Linked DNA regions of Mus musculus: region 2 is linked to region 1. The links are chromatin contacts, called in public HiChIP or PLAC-seq maps. All regions are on one chromosome and are shown on one strand. The core of a region is the stretch at or near the end of the contact, and the rest is flanking DNA. Distances in the headings are between cores, read along the strand shown. Region 1 overlaps Elapor1 (endosome-lysosome associated apoptosis and autophagy regulator 1). Region 2 overlaps Mybphl (myosin binding protein H-like).

Evidence for each region. HiChIP or PLAC-seq counts read pairs in DNA pulled down with a chosen protein or histone mark.
Region 2: an HNF4G HiChIP or PLAC-seq map of pancreatic cancer cells shows a contact between it and region 1. The contact joins two enhancer-like sites. A contact is called at or near these places in 5 of 39 promoter capture datasets (embryonic stem cells, hematopoietic stem and progenitor cells, macrophages and 2 more), 2 of 115 datasets of contacts at active chromatin or transcription factors (embryonic stem cells and pancreatic cancer cells) and 3 of 9 other capture datasets (adipose tissue, liver and pancreatic islet).

Annotation. Positions count from the first base shown.
Region 1 is chr3:108,467,105-108,471,144 of GRCm38.p6, forward strand. Elapor1 (endosome-lysosome associated apoptosis and autophagy regulator 1) reads right to left here. Exons shown (of 22, transcript NM_001346518.1): 12 at 2,798-2,903; 13 at 2,424-2,561; 14 at 649-912. Among named protein-coding and RNA genes, the nearest start is that of Sars, 24 kb to the left of the region's middle. Within about 2 kb of position 2,262, at least 6 of the 459 cell types and tissues checked have an H3K27ac peak or open chromatin away from gene starts, as enhancers often do. A contact at or near this core is called in pancreatic cancer cells, where this site is marked.
Region 2 is chr3:108,370,380-108,374,419 of GRCm38.p6, forward strand. Mybphl (myosin binding protein H-like) reads left to right here. Exons shown (of 9, transcript NM_026831.1): 2 at 3,739-3,827. Among named protein-coding and RNA genes, the nearest start is that of Mybphl, 7.5 kb to the left of the region's middle. Within about 2 kb of position 2,137, at least 26 of the 459 cell types and tissues checked have an H3K27ac peak or open chromatin away from gene starts, as enhancers often do. A contact at or near this core is called in pancreatic cancer cells, where this site is marked.

The sequences.
Region 1 (4,040 bases), core at 1,012-3,511:
CATATGTACTTTGTTTGGGGTTTTATCTTTTTGTTTGTTTGTTTGTTTGTTTGTTTGTTTTGGAGACAGGGTCTCATGAGTTCTATGCTGATCTCAAACTTGCTGTGTAGGACAAGAGTAACCTTGAGCTCCTGACTTCCTCTCCTCTACCTCCCAAGTGAGGGATTACTGATAGGAGCCACCATGTACATGTATGCGCATGGATGCAAAACTACTTGGGGGCAGTGTCACTGTTGGGCCACACTAGATTCTTCTATCCGTAGAGCTGAGAAGCCCCTTGGATGGATGGCAGCAATGCTGATTAACTGTAGGTACCAGCAAAGGTTGGCTCACCTTCCTAAAACAGAGGGGGCAGATTACTGTGCTAATGAGCTAAACATGGGCCACAGACCCCCACTACTTCTTCCCTTCAGGTCTTTGCACAGATGCCAAACCTCTGGACCACAGGGTCACTGATCTCCACCAACTGAAAATGTGACTTGCCTGCTACAGAGGGAAGACAAGACCTCCTGCTATGGACTCACCACCCACAGACACCTCCTGGTTAGTGTCCTCCACAACAACCTGAGTGTGGGGCTGGGGGTGGGGGTGTTTAAGGGGGGCCATATGGGTTTCAGCCCCTGGAGAATTCCACTTAGAACCCGGCACCTTGTTATTCTTGGTCCCTGGACCACAGGGCACACAGGCCTGTGCACCGTAAGGCTGGTGAGCTTTCAGGATGGTGTTAGAGGGACAGAGGTGGCAGGTCCCAGAATCCCGGTTGATGTAATGGCCAGCAGGACAAGAGGTGCAGGAGGAGCCCAAATCAGAGGCTTCTAGGGCACAGGGACGGCAGTAGGAGGCCACGCCCCCCATGACGTTGGTGACATTGATTGAGTAGATCTTGGCGACATCATTAGTATACTTCCTGCCCTGGAGATGAGGGAACAAAAGCAGAGAAAGGAGAGGCCTGAAGCAGCAGCAGCCATAGGAAGAGCAGAGTTTATTTTCACTTTACTTGTGCATGTACACGTGTGTACGTGTGTACATGTGTATATGTGTATGTGAATGTACATGCACATATGTAAGTATGCATGTAGAAGCCAGATGTGGATATCAGACGTTCCTTTCATCACTCTCCATCTCATTTTTTGAGACAGGGTCTCTCACTGAACTAATTGTCTCATGTCCTGGCTTTTACATGGATGCTAGAGATCAAACCCAGGTCCTCGGGCTCCATGGCAACAGCTGGTACTGACTGAACCACTAGAAGCATCTTTCTCACTTTATTTCATGGTGGCTCTTTGTATGAAAATTAAAGATGAACGATACTAAAAATAGAGAGCTAGGTGGTGGTGGTGTGCACCTTTAATCCCAGCCCTTGGGAGGCAGAGGCAGGTGGAGCTCTACACAGAGAAACCCTGTCTCAAAAAACCAAAAGTTAAGTAAATAAGTAAGTAAGTAAATAAATAAATAGTTTAACTTTAAAAAGAACAATGGCTTTTAAGGTATATTTTGTGTAATTAACAAGACTAACCCATTTTAAGTTCCATGTTATGCGCCATGGGGAATTTATAGGAAATTCTAATATATGGGGGGGGGTCTTTGTCAAAGAAAAAAGAAAAAAAATCCACGTACTTAAAAAGAAATCAAAATTAGGACTGGGTGTGGTCTTACTACCCTAGAATCCCAGCACTCAGGGGCAGAGGCAGGAGGATCGCAAGGTGGAAGACAACCAGCCTGGATTAGAATGGCCTGTCTCTAAAAGCCAGGGACTGAGGAGTGGGGATGAAAATATAGACTTAGTATACATAAGGGATGCAGAGAGGGGCAGAGATAGACATAGAAACAAAGAATGCACACTCTCCAAGATAGTAATTGGGTTATCTCTGGGTAACAGGTTTATGGGTGATTTGGTTTTTTGTTTGTTTGTTTGTTGAGACAGGGCCCACTTTACAGCCCAGGTTGATTTGTTTTCTGCAGTACATCTGTTTGGTTTTGTTTTTTTTTTTTTGTTTTTTTTTTGTTTTTTGAGTTAAGAAAATAAAGCAAAGCTTTTCATCTTAGCTCTGGGAAAGCTAAGGCATGAGGATTACAGGTTCTAGGTCAGCCTGGGTTACAGACCAAGACCCTGTCTCAAAAATGAAAGAAAAACAGAGTGATTATTTTTAAAAATAGCTATATGTCTGGCTTCACTTGTGGTAGAGACTGTAAGGGGAAGTCATTTAGAAAAGGCTCAAGCCCTCAGAGGCCATGCTTAGCATTCCTGCTTGGCTCCTGCAGATTATGAACTCAGAAGCCAGCATGAGCTCACAGCAGGAGCCCTGTGGTCACAGTCTGCACCAGGGACAGGAGGGACAGGAGGGACAGGAGGGACGGGAGGGAGGGGAGGGAAGGGAGGGATGGGAGGGACGGGAGGGACGGGAGGGAGGGGAGGGACTCACTGTTTCATGAAGGGTGGTCCTCTGGAAGGCCCATGTGAAGCTCACAGTAGCATTCTCTTCGATGGTGTAGGTATAGGACTGCTTGCCTTTGGTGCCCTTCCACGTCTCCACAGGAGTATTGGTCCTGGAATTCATGCCCTGAGCCCAGGGGAGGCAAGTGAGGAAGGCGGGATTGCTTCGTGAGGCAATCACTATGCTGTGGGCTAACACACTGGTCAGACCTGTGTTAAGTACTAGGGAGTCCCTGGCAGTCCCTCTAGGCTCTTGATCCGTGGGATCACCATGATGGGTGTCCAGTATACTGCCTCACTGCTGGGCCATGCTGGACCAACCCTCCCATGGAAGCCCCCATCTGGCTAGGAGAAGAAACCTACCACCATGAAGTAGAGCTCACAGTTCACAGAGCAGATGGTCTCGAAGACAAATGTGATCCTGGCCACCTCTTTGTTCTCTGTGTCTGCCACCACTGACTGTGGAGGTCTGTGAGAGAAACACTGAAAGTCATCTCAGAGGCCAGGAAGTGCAATTCGGAGGGTCTAGACAACAGAAAGGGTTAGCTGTGGGTTTGGGGGACCTAGATAAGGCGTTTGTTGGAAAGAAGTGGGAACTAAGTCCAATTACGCCACCCAAGCTATATGACCTTGACCTAGCTCCGTCAGCTACCGAGTGGAGGTGATAAATGTCTTCTTTATCTCTCATTATAGTATTGATATCCACCAGTACACCATGTGTGAGTGTGCTTTATAACAGGGACAGGTCTGCTCAATCTTCTGGCCTAATCTTCAGCTGGTAAAAATGAACTAACTGTATATGAGCTGGAGCGATGGCTCAGTGGTTTAGAGCTGTTGCTGCTCTTGCCAAGGACCCAGGTTCAATTCCCAGAACCTATATGGTGGCTCACAACCATACATAGCTCCAGTCCCAAGGGATCCAATAGGCACACACACGGTGCATATACATATCCATGTAAAACATGCATACTCACAAAGTAAAAGAAATAAGTCTAATAAATAAATGCACAAAAAGTGAAATGCAAAGGGGACTGTGGCCCTGTTTTTACGTCTCTTTTTAACTCTCTCGGCTAGTGTGGAGAGGAAGGATTCAAGCGGCCTGTCAGAAGCCAGCAGGGGCAATACTGTGTGAGCGGAATATTTAGTTATTTTTCTCATTGCTGTGACAAAATGCCTGATGAAAAGCAACTTAAGAAGAAGGGTTTGTTTATTTGGCTCATGGGCTGAGGGGTAAAGCCCACTTGCTGGGGAAGTGTGGCCTCTGGAGCATGAGGTGGCTCAAAATCCAAGATAGATCTTTCTCCTTAGTCAGTCCTCTCTGGTAATGCCCTTCCTGACATACCTAGAGATATGTCTCCTGGGTGATTTCAAATCTCATCAAGTTGACATTCAAACTAATCTACCCTGGGGTGTGGAGTGGGGGATGGGGGCAGGGCTCCGGAGAGACTGCTCAGAGATTGGGGACACTGGCTGGCTGCTCTTGCAGAGTACTGGGATTTGATTCCTAGCACCCACATGGTGGCTTGCAGTTACCTGTAACTCCAGTTCTAGGGAATTCAGTGTCCTCTTCTGGTCTCTCATGGGGGCACATACATACATTTGAGCA
Region 2 (4,040 bases), core at 887-3,386, 97 kb before region 1:
ATCTATAGATGGCTTCGAACCTCTTGCCCTTGTCTTGGTAACCACTTGCTCACACAGGCCTGTGTTTATGTATGTTTGCATGCCTGCATGCATGGATACATACTTGGAAATTACACATTTATGTGCACACACATATACCTGTCTCTGTGTGTGTCTCTCTTGTCTCTGTATCTCTCCCCTCTGTCTGTCTCAGTCTCTGTCTCCCCTCTATCTCTGTATCTCTCCCCTCTGTCTCTGTCTCCCCTCTGTCTCTGTCTGTCTCAGTCTCTGTCTCCCCTCTGTCTCTGTCTCCCCTCTGTCTCTGTCTGTCTCAGTCTCTGTCTCCCCTTTGTCTCTGTCTCCCCTCTATCTCTGTATCTCTCCCCTCTGTCTCTGTCTCCCCTCTGTCTCTGTCTGTCTCAGTCTCTGTCTGTCTCCCCAGCACCTCCAGGATATCTACTCTTTTCTTCTCCCTCCAAGCCGTAGTGAGGAGCAATGTATGCACCAAACAACCTCAAGAAGACTACTGAGGGACCATGTAGAAGAAAATTGAAAGAGGATATGACCAATTATTTCCTTTGAAAATAGAAAAAAAACTGGGCACGAACTTCAGCACATTAAAAGTGGAGTAGACAGTAGGATAACCAAGATCTTAGGGCTCGAAATAAGCTCTCCATTTTTGAGACTTAATCTCTCCCTTGGAGAGAAAGTGTCGAGAACCCAGCTCAGAAGTCTCTGTTTCTCAAAGGACATTTCAAACTGTTCCACCCCCAGCCCCTGTCAGGCCTGTGGTCGTCAGTCCTGGCCTAAGAACATTGAGGCTGTGCTCCCTGACATCAGAGCAGGAAAAGCCCTTGGGTGTGATGGGGAAGTCTCCCCAAGGTCAGTCCAATTTACACCTCACTTGACAGGAGGTGCAAAGAGAGAGGCCTCCAAGGAGCCCTCAGTTACCATTCTGAGCAAAGGGTCAGATTGCTGACCAGGTTGAATGTGGGAGGTGACAGAACTCAGTGCTGACAAGGCACCTCTAGCTGCCAGACCCTCTTTCCTGACTGGCATGTGGTTACTCTCAAGGCCATCTGTGGCTCTCCCCTGGGGCGTCTCTTCATCCCTCCGAGAATCAGGGACACCCTTGCGACTTCAATATGATCATCTTGTCAGGGGCTTCTTATACATAAAGAGCATCAGGGAGCCCTGCAGGGAAGGAGACCCTCCTCAACCTCACCATCTCCACTGTGGCCTCTCCTCCGGCTGCCCCAGTGGACTCCCCAATAACCTCAAAGGCTGCGTCACAAATCCCCCCAGCTCTGCACACCCAAGCTTTTGCTCCTGTCATTTTTCTCTCTAATGTGGGTGAAGGAAAGCTAACTTTTTCTAAGATGTATTTTTAAGAAATAAGAAATGCTGGGTGGAAACAGATATCAGCTCACATCAATCAGAAGAAGTACAGACACTGAAGCCTAGCCTAGGGCTAGTTAGTGCATCTCCCAGCATGAAGCCTGGTTCTGTCCCCTCAACTCAGCCTTTCTTGGTCGTTGAGCTTAGCCTTCTGCCTTCTTTCCTCCTCCTCCTCCTCCTCCCCCTCCCCCTCTCCTCCCCCTCCCCCTCCCCCTCCTCGTGACAGGTCATACCAGGCCAGACTCTGACTCCTGGGTCTAGGAAGATACTGATGAGGGTGGGAGGCTGGATGGATGAGCCATGCTTCAGAAACAGGTCCTTTGGATATCTGATCTCAGCTAGGGGTGCAAGAGTCCTGCGTGCCAGGCACAACTCCACACCTCGCCTGGAGATCAGCAAATCAATGTCTCTCCGAGCCCCCCCCCCCCCCCGCCTCCAGTTGGCTTCCCTTTCCGAGTGTTCACTGAGATCCGTCTTACTCCACTACTCCGTAGATAGCACAGGGACAGAGGAGCCCATTCTTTGGCAAGTGTGAAAGGTTATTCCCTTGCCCAACAATGAACAACCAAGACCAACAAGATGAAGTTTTTTGACCTTCATTTCCAACCACTTCCCTCCTTAAAAAAAAATCCCTCACATCCGCCTGTGTTCAACCCCTTGGTTGCTTGCCAAGATGGCCACGGGAAAGGAGAGCATCATACAACACTCCATTGTTGCCACCCCACCCCCTGCCACCAAGGTCAGCAGAGAGCAGAGAGAGCAGGGTCACTGGGCAGCTTGGGTGCCTTGCCTGCCCTGTTCTTACTGAGAACACTAATGCTTCCAAAGGTACAGACCAGCCCAGGTCCAACACAGCTGAGCAAAACAAAATAGCAAAGCCAGATAAAGGAGGTGGCCGGCAAGCACTGTGCACTCTCATTAACTTCTAAGACCACAGTGGTTTGAGATCGTAATGGGAGGAAGGGGGTAGTCTGCAAAGTGGGGCCTAAGAGGAACACAGTAGGACCTCTGTCTATTCTCTCTCAACTGCCATCCTGTAAAGGGTTGCTTTATACAATGTATGTATTTAAGCTGTTCAATCTATAAGTAAACATACTTGTGGTGAACGCACAGGAACGTACTCTTCAGGGAAATGTGTATTATCAGGAAGCTTGAAATGCCCTGTCAGGCACTCATGCTGTTAGCCACAGGAATGTACCAGGGGTGGAATGTCTTCAACTGCAAGGAATACATTTTGGCAGGAAGTCTTGGGTTGCTGGTGGGAACCTAGGTGCTGTCACATTCTTCTTGAGATAAAAAAGTGGCAGGGGCTGCCTTTGAGGAAGGAGGAAAGAGCAGCCCTGGTAGGTAGAAAAATGGTCCCCAAGTGAACTAGGAGGGATGTCTGCTCTTCCACAACCAAGGTAGCCCACAGATCCTCTTGAGAGCAGAATACCCAGGCTCCTAACCCTTGAGCATCTCTTGCCTGTATCCTGAGAGCAACAAAGATACCCAATTCCCTAGTGCGTATGTGCCTGGAGGTCAAGGACAAGTCACAGACTGCCCCATACTCCCCAGACTCTACTTGTAGGAAGTGATCTATTACAGATGATAATGCCACACTGTAGGGATCAGGGTGGCCATGCAGAAGTAGGGACCCAGACACTGGCTTCCTCTGGGATGACTCTGTAGTGCCTTTGTGTGAGGACAGGATGTTGACTCTTGCAGGGCAGAAAGCCTTCTCTGGAGGTCTGTACCCGACCAGGAGGTCAGATTCACTCAGACAGCAATGTTATTACGGACCCAGCAACAAAACAAAACAAACAAACAAACAAAAAACATCACTGGAAAGACAAGCTGTGAAGATTGGTCTACTCACAGAGAGGAACAAAACTCAAATGGGTGGAAAGCTGAGTACTTGAGAGTTACAATCAAAAGAAGTATCAGTCTACGAGCCCAGGTTTTGGGGGAGGCAAGGGTTGTTGAGTGGGACAAAGCCTCACTGTGCAGCACATCCTGCCTCCCTGCCTAGGTGGCGAGATTAGAGGCAGTCACCACCATACCCAGCTCCCATGCTCTTTCTGGAGATCTCAGCCTTTCTGGGGGCTCCTTCAGCCAACTGCTCCTCGAAGCCCAGCACCATGGGAAGGGCATGGGTGTATGGTTTAATAGTAGGTCACTAGAGTGACTGAGACTGCTGCTTTTGATCCCTGCTATAATGGAAAGATCTAGGAATATTCTATATGATAAGGGCTTAATCTGGTGGCCACTGCCCACAGAGTACTACTGGGCACAGTACTCACTTCTTCCATGTATTCATTTCCATCCTCTCTCTCTCTCTCTCTCTCTCTCTCTCTCTCTCTCTCTCTCTCTCTCTCTCAGAGCACCCCAAGATCTGGCTACCTCGGGCCCTGAAGCAGACTTACATCCGGAAGGCTGGGGAGACAGTGAATCTACTAATCCCGATCCAGGTGATCACACCAGCCCCATGTTGGCACCAAGTTAAGGTTTTGACTTTGAAATAACCTAGGAGTGAGGCAGTCTTCCTGGCCTTGAATGAGGATCCACAGATCACCACCATTCCATGCTCCCAAGGTTGGGTTTGGCTAGGACAGGTGTGTCCTATGAGAGGAGGTAATGCCAAAGCAGGCTCTACAGTCTGCAGAGGTCTGGAGACCCTCAAT